Regions from separate parts of the Danio rerio genome. Here region 1 is linked to region 2. A link is a contact called in public HiChIP or PLAC-seq data. All regions are on one chromosome and are shown on one strand. The core of a region is the stretch at or near the end of the contact, and the rest is flanking DNA. Distances in the headings are between cores, read along the strand shown. Region 1 holds the start of tm2d3 (TM2 domain containing 3). Region 2 holds the start of myef2 (myelin expression factor 2).

Evidence for each region. HiChIP or PLAC-seq counts read pairs in DNA pulled down with a chosen protein or histone mark.
Region 1: a contact with region 2 is called in an H3K4me3 HiChIP or PLAC-seq map of embryo, with 2.0 times the contacts expected there. The contact joins the promoter of tm2d3 here to the promoter of myef2 in region 2. A contact is called at or near these places in 2 of 18 Hi-C or Micro-C datasets (caudal fin and hematopoietic stem cells) and 1 of 4 datasets of contacts at active chromatin or transcription factors (embryo).

Annotation. Positions count from the first base shown.
Region 1 is chr18:879,084-882,738 of GRCz12tu, reverse strand. It overlaps tm2d3 (TM2 domain containing 3), which reads left to right and starts at 1,521. Exons shown (of 6, transcript NM_001099264.2): 1 at 1,521-1,695; 2 at 2,600-2,695; 3 at 2,825-2,985. The coding sequence starts at 1,587. tars3 (threonyl-tRNA synthetase 3) reads left to right here. Exons shown (of 19, transcript XM_073930115.1): 19 at 1-1,163.
Region 2 is chr18:670,013-673,803 of GRCz12tu, reverse strand. myef2 (myelin expression factor 2) reads right to left here and starts at 1,659. Exons shown (of 17, transcript NM_001030284.2): 1 at 1,500-1,659. The coding sequence starts at 1,624.

The sequences.
Region 1 (3,655 bases), core at 272-2,771, 210 kb before region 2:
AGATGAAGGATGCAGATGTTTATCCCTTGTGTGTCATTGGGTTGTTTTCATCCACTCTAGGCTGATTTTGAGTCTTCATTTGCCCACAGCTTTCTCTGTGTGTCAGCAAATGTGATGACTTCTGGTGACATTTTATTTTGACACATTTTATTTTGGGGTAAATACTTTGAAATTTTAGAAAAAACTCAATACAATTCACTCAAATTGACTTTCTTTTCGTCATGTTAACATTAAACATGTTGCCTCCTCCCAAACGGGGAAACCCGGCAACAATCAAGAATGCATGATCATCTGCTGTCATGACTTCAACAAATCAATAAATGAGATTATAATGGAAGTCAATGGTGCAAAAACAGCACCAACATAATGAAAGGGGAGTCCATTTGAACCATACATGAGAATTAATGTAGGTTGATGATGATAATGATGATGATGATGAAAGGAGAACTAAAGCCATGTTGAATGAAGGGTCATTTCCAGAAGGTTGAGTTTGCTGGCTCTTATGTGTTATGGATATTGTAGATCCAGGAGGTTGTTATCTCAGAATAAAGCCTGACAGGTTAATCAGCAGCCCAATGTGAAGTGCAGCACTGCTGTAGAAAACTTTTAAGGGTTTATTCCTAGAAAACAACCATCCTGGATGTACTTAATCACGGTTATTCTACTGCTACTTGCCACAAAACAAACACAAAACACATTGTTGTATCAATGCAGATTGACTAAGTGAAAGATCCAACATTACAACAAGATGTGTGCATCATATCAGAGTTGACATGCATTTGCAAGGTTAGTGCTTTTACAGTCAACAGTACGCACAGACACCAAACATTGTGAGCCATAATAGTTGATTATTTTTTAAATTAAACACAAAGCAGACAGAATGAAAACAGCTGATGGAGCATACACTAACCTGCACGCTAGACAAGCAGATACATATGAATGTAGATTTAAGTATATGGATGCAAACATATTCACTGACGGACAAGATGATTCTCAGTTCCTGCATGAGTCTGTATTATTCAGAGGTTGTTATCTGGGAATTGCAGACCTCGGAATACCGTGACTGACCAATTAGAATACAGTATTCCAGACAGCCGTGTAATAAGACGTGTTCAAGTGTGTTTGAGTGCTGAAAGATTGAAATAAAGACTCTGAAAGAATAACTATTGTGTCTTTTGCATATTTGAAGACAAAGTTATGTTTGCCATCCTGTGAAATTAATAATTTTTCAAAAACTTCCCTTGGGATTTTATTTAGACATACTAGTTTTAATAACTATTTTCTACTATCTTTGCCATGATGATAGTACATAATATTTTACTGAAAATACTTACTCATTGCAAAATAAAGTGGAGCTTACTTATTAATCTGTATTTATGAATGTTTAAGAATTTGAGACATTTTACAGTATAAGAATTAGTCTTTATAAACTTTGTACTTTCAATTTAAACATAACATTTTGAGTTCGCATTTGCGCAGAGCTGTGCTGTCCGTGACTTATTTTCAGCCAGCAGCTGCCCCTGGGACTTTTACGTAGGAGGAAGCGAGCAGTAGACTCGGTCAAACGGCGGAAGCAGTGTTTCACGATGACGGCGAACGGACAGAAATGGGTTCTAGATCGCGGACGGAATAAAATGAGCTCGTATATAATGCTGGTTCTGCTGCTGCTCGACATTTACTCCTCATGTGTGGACGGTACGTGTGTTTTCGTGGCTCTGGAGAGCGTGTCTGCTGATCTGATCTCCTGCAGTGTGTGTTGTTGTTCTCGGTTTGAGTCCAGTGTAAACTGGTTAAATCGTGGTGTAATGTCAATAATAAAGCAAATAATAGTGAATATGTGTATGATAATGTTATATTTAAAAAACAGGTCGTGTCTTGATATTGTGTTTTTGTAAATGAATGTATTTACAGCACATGGAGGCCTTTCCCAAATTATTAATGAGTATTGTTTATATAATTTATGATAAATTACACAAAAATGTCAACCTTGCCATGACAAATATAACGTTTACAGCAAAATAGCTGAACCCTTTTTAAGTTTGTTTGTATAGGTTTGTATTGTACAGGACTGAAAATACTCAAACACGTCTGTTAATGTTTTCACACTATTATATTTGATTTATCAAAGTCACACAAATGCCAATTTCACATGTGTCACATCCATAGCAAAGCTTCATTCATTAATTTTCTTTTCGGCTTAGTCCCTTTATTAATCTGGGGTCGCCACAGCGGAATGAACCGCCAACTTATCCAGCTCATGTTTTACACAGAGAATACCCTTAAAGCTGCAACCCATATTTATTTATTTCATTTATATCTCTCTTTTATTGCATTTATTAATGCTTGTAGATTGATTATTATATGTATTATATTGTATGCAGATGCACTGCCAAATCATTCTTTCCGAATAGAGATATTTAGGTTATCTGGTCATATTGCATTATATAATCGCAAAATAATGAAATATTAGACATTTCCAATATCATGCAGCCCTAATCTGGATTATTAAGTGCAAGTGCATGATTTTGACTTTGTTTTCTGAATGAAATATGCTTTAATTTTCAGATGTTTGTCATGAGTAATGTTGCTCTCTCTGCAGGGTATCTGAGCTCTCCTCATGTGGGTCAGGATCCTCCATATTTAGCCCAGCAGAAGTCAGTGATGAGCAGCCCGGTGGCCATGACCGCATCCTCAGGTCACAATCAATACTGCACTTCACCACACACACACACAGTCTGAACTATTCGCCAGTTAAAGACAGTGAGAAGCTGTTGTGTTGTGTTCAGTGTGTTTATTCAAGACGGTGTGTTGTGTTTGTGTTCAGCTTCTCCAGTGGTCACTGATAACTACGTGTCCAAGTGTCCGAGTGGAGGCCTGTGCTCTAAACTACCCGCCGACTGCATCATCTGTGCACTTCACCACAACTGCAGCTACGGCCGGCCGCACAACTACACCTGCAGACCAAGAGCCGGAGTTCACTGCGTGGTGAGACGATGTGTACAGTCTTTATTTAGCTGCCCGACAACAGCGCACTACAGAGCTAGATTAGTCTCAATGATAGTTCATGCAGAAAACACAATGTACACATGCATAGCCAAATTCACATGCATGAAAACAAATTCACTATTTACACTCTTTATTAGGTACACTTTACTAGTGCTAGGTTGGACCCCTTTTGTCTTTAGAACTGCCTTAATCCTTCGAGTCAGAGTTTCATCAAGCTGCTGGAAATATTCCTCAGAGGTTTTGCTCCATATTGACATGATGGCATCACACAGTTGCTGCAGATTTGTCGGCTGCACATCCATGATGCCAATCTCCCGTTCCACCACATCCCAAAGCTGCTCTATTGGATTGAGCTCTGGTGACTGTGCAGGCCATTTGAGTACAGTGAACTCATCGTCATGTTCACCAGTCTGAGATGATTGAGCTTTATGACATGCTGCGTTATCCTGCTGGAAGTAGCCATCAGAAGATGGAGACACTGTGCTCATAAAGGGATGGACATGGTCAGCAGCAATACTCAGGTAGGCTGTGGCGTTGATGCTCAATTGGTACTAATGGACCCAAAGAAAATCTCCCCCACACCATTACACCACCACCACCAGCCTGAACCGCTGATACAAGGCAGGATGATCCATGCTTTCATGTTGTT
Region 2 (3,791 bases), core at 410-2,909:
AGGCTACCATAAAAGGTGGAAGTTCTACACAGATTTGCAACCATAAAGGGCTCCACAGACTATTAAATAAAATAGTCTATTGCTGCACAAACGTGTGAGCATTTTAGTGACTTTCCCACATGAAACCATTAATAACGATACTACCGTTTACAAACTACAGTGGCACCGCCACTATTTTGGAGCGGTAGTATCGCGATAGTAGTACCGGTAAACTGTGCAACCCTACTGTGATGTGACTACCACTGCTGAAATGATATATTGTGCAGCACTAATCTTAAGTAAACAATTTAAGCACACTTGAAACTATTGATTGTTTTTTTATTAATTGTTTGGATTAGTCACTTTTGTTAATTGGTGAAGTTTGTTCCTCCACGGTCACCCTTGGCTTGCTTGGTTTGAGACTTGTGGAGATGGATTTGCTATTCAGTGTTTTCTCCTTCAGCAGTGAAAATTAACGTTAAACCACACTTAACTTCAACTCTGACAACTGGACTGACACGGTTTCAGTTTACTAGAACTTCTGTGTTCAGCTGTGGCGACAATCTACATTGTAAAAGTGCTAGAGAAATAAAGATGAATTGAATATCCGCCAATTAAGTTGATGGATTAATCAATAGTTTTTAACGGCAGCCCTAATAGCTAAATATTAAGAAAATGTTCAACACCACTTTTGGTCAAATCAAATAAATAATGCACTGCAGGTAATTCAAACAAGCAGATTACCCTGGATGTAAATGCAACACTCAAAATTAAGATTTTTCTCACATCAAAAAGCTGAAAAAAGAAAAGTAATATCTATAATAATAATAATAATAATAATATACTCGATACTCTAGTTGATCTTTTAATTTCACTTCATGTTAATCTTTTTCTTTATAACGTTAATGGTTTTCTAAATAAAGAAACATACAATACAGGTTTAACATGATATCTGCATACTGTGCGTTCATATTCTGGTGTCCTCTGCATGACTGTAACTTACGCAGAAAATACTGTAATCTGCATACATCAAATTAGGTATTCACATAATCACTGTCTCGCATCAAGTCACGCATTGTTCAGTATTCTCTCGCACAAATGATAACGTTAGTATTTTAGTTTCTGGCAAAAACTACAAGAGTTCGCTGTGCTTTCACACGAGTCTATAATCACTCTAAACAAAATCGCGCAGTTTTCTCAGAGCATACATTGCTCGCTTCTAGAAAATCAATGGCGGCTGATGGGCGGTTGCTATGGGTTACCGCTCTGAATGGCGCGGACCGCTTATGAACGCAGCACAACAAAACAGACAAACGAGAGAGAAATACGCGCTGTGATGAACGAAAACCAAAGGAAATCATTTAATTTAGCAGAGATTATCGACAATAAGCGGCCTGAAGCACAAATAATCGCGAATCTTTCTCTCTGTGAGCAGAAAGCCTCGCGCGCAGGCCGTGCAAACAACACGTAAGCGATAGAAGCGACGCATACAGGGATTGATTTAAAAGGCTCAACATTACGTTTTGTCGCCATTCGTGTCGTCTTGGTTCTGCTCGGGCTCCTGTTCGCATTCGTCCGCCGGAGAATCGCCGGTTTCTTCGTCTTTGATTTCGGTGAGATCCGCAACCTGCTCTGTGTCCGCCATTACTGCTGCTGCTGCTCTGAGGCCCCGCGCAGTTATCGCGAGATTTCGCCCGAATACTGGTGGGGTTTTGATAAGAGCGCCATATCCTGTTCGCTAGAATTAATACATTTCTGATGAACCTTTCTTATGTAGGCAATTTTGTAGCTCCAGCAAGATAATAAATAATTAATAAATAAATCAAATGAAAAGAGATGTTTCAAGGTCCTGTGAAATTTAAATAGTTTATGTTAGTATCAGTAAGTTAGTCCCAAGGATATCTAGTGTGCTTCAAAACAGTGACAAAATTCACACATAGAAGATAAACCTATTATAAAAAGCTAAAGCTTGCCGTTTGTCTCTTCCACATAAATAGAATAACATTTTTGACGTCACCACAAACTTCAGCTTCTCATCAAAACTTCTGACCAATCAAATGCTGTCTAATGTCTGACATGCCCCGCCCCCTTCAAGACCCCTGCCATGGAGATAAGAGCATTTGTCATCTTCATTATCTTTGTTCTGCCCATTTTGATTCTGATTACATCATAATGTTTAGTGCCTAATTTTTAGTTTCAAGTATTAAATTCTGGTCAACAGAGCCAAAGGAAAGCCAGTTACCTGATCAGACGTATCACAAAGACAACCCAACAAAACACAGACCAAAAGCAATAGGCTGAGACAATATTCACATACACATTTTGATTGTGCTTATTTAAGTTATATAATGTAATGTAATCACATATAATAATAGGAATGTACTGTCACATATAATAAAACTAAATGGACTTATTCAACTTACAAATGACGATTTCTAGCAATTTATCATAAAGTGGCACATAATCATGCTAAGTGCTATTAGAGCAAAGTTTTAGCACTTGTCTAGAAAAATAAAAGTTAGATCGAGATATATTAAAGAAAGAGAAAGTTGTTGTTTTTTTCAGGAAAGTGCTCACAGAAGAGTCTCAGCTGTTTCTGAAATATTGTCAGGGATTCAGGATTCGGAGAGATTGAGAAATTTTATAACCTGACAGGAACAGTAAATGAGAAGGGTCTGGAAAGTCATTTGGTGATTAAAATTTCCAAGTAGTTTCAACAGCTGGGTTAAAACTGTTTGTCAATATTTACCCAAATTTAGGTTTAAAGAATCCAGCTTATTTGATATAATGAGTTCAATTATTAACCACAAGCTTCTGAAGTGGATGTAGAATGATGGAGTTACACTGACTCCAAACTAGACACAATACGAACTGTGACATGCATCGTTTCCACGTTAAAAGTTTTTTTTTTGTCCTAACCATCCACGACAGAGTTTCCTATTTATGCAATTTCACAGCTAAACTACTTTGACAATGATCACCACAGGTACTCGGGTACACCAGCAGATAGTTTTCCTCAGAACTAAAAAAAAACTATATAAACCTCAATGACAACAAACTAATACAAACCCCTTACCTGTTCAACAACTAACCAATATAGCCTAGCAACCAACTACAACCTCAATGCAAACTACTATAACCCTAGCAACCACCTATAATCATTCTAGCAACTAACTACTAAACCATAAGAACCACCTACAACCTCACTTACAGCTAACTATTAAACCCTACAAACACCTATAACCTCAAAAAATGAACTAGTAAACCCTAGCAACCACCTATAACAACTAGCTATACACCCTAACAACCACCTACAACTTTACCTACAACTAACTACTGTATCCTAGTAACAACTTACAACCTCTCTAACTACTCTCTATCAACCAACAACAATTTTAATGACAAGTACTGTACGCTAGCAACCAACTACAACCTCAATGCTGTCTAACTAAACCCTAGCAACCACCTACAATCATTCTAGCAACTAACTACTAAACCTCAAGAACCACCTACAACCTCACCTCAACCCTACAAACACCTATAACCTCAAATAATGAACTAGTAAACCCTAGCAACCACCTCTAACAACTTACTATACACTCTAACAACCACCTACAACTTACTACTGTACCCTAGTAACAACTTGCAACCTCTCTAACAACTCTCTATCAACCAACAACAATTTTAATGACAAGTACTGTGCTAGCAACCAACTACAACCTCCATGCTGTCTAACTAAACCCTAGCAACCACCTACAATCATTCTAGCAACTACTAAACCATAAGAACCACCTACAACCTCACTGCTAACT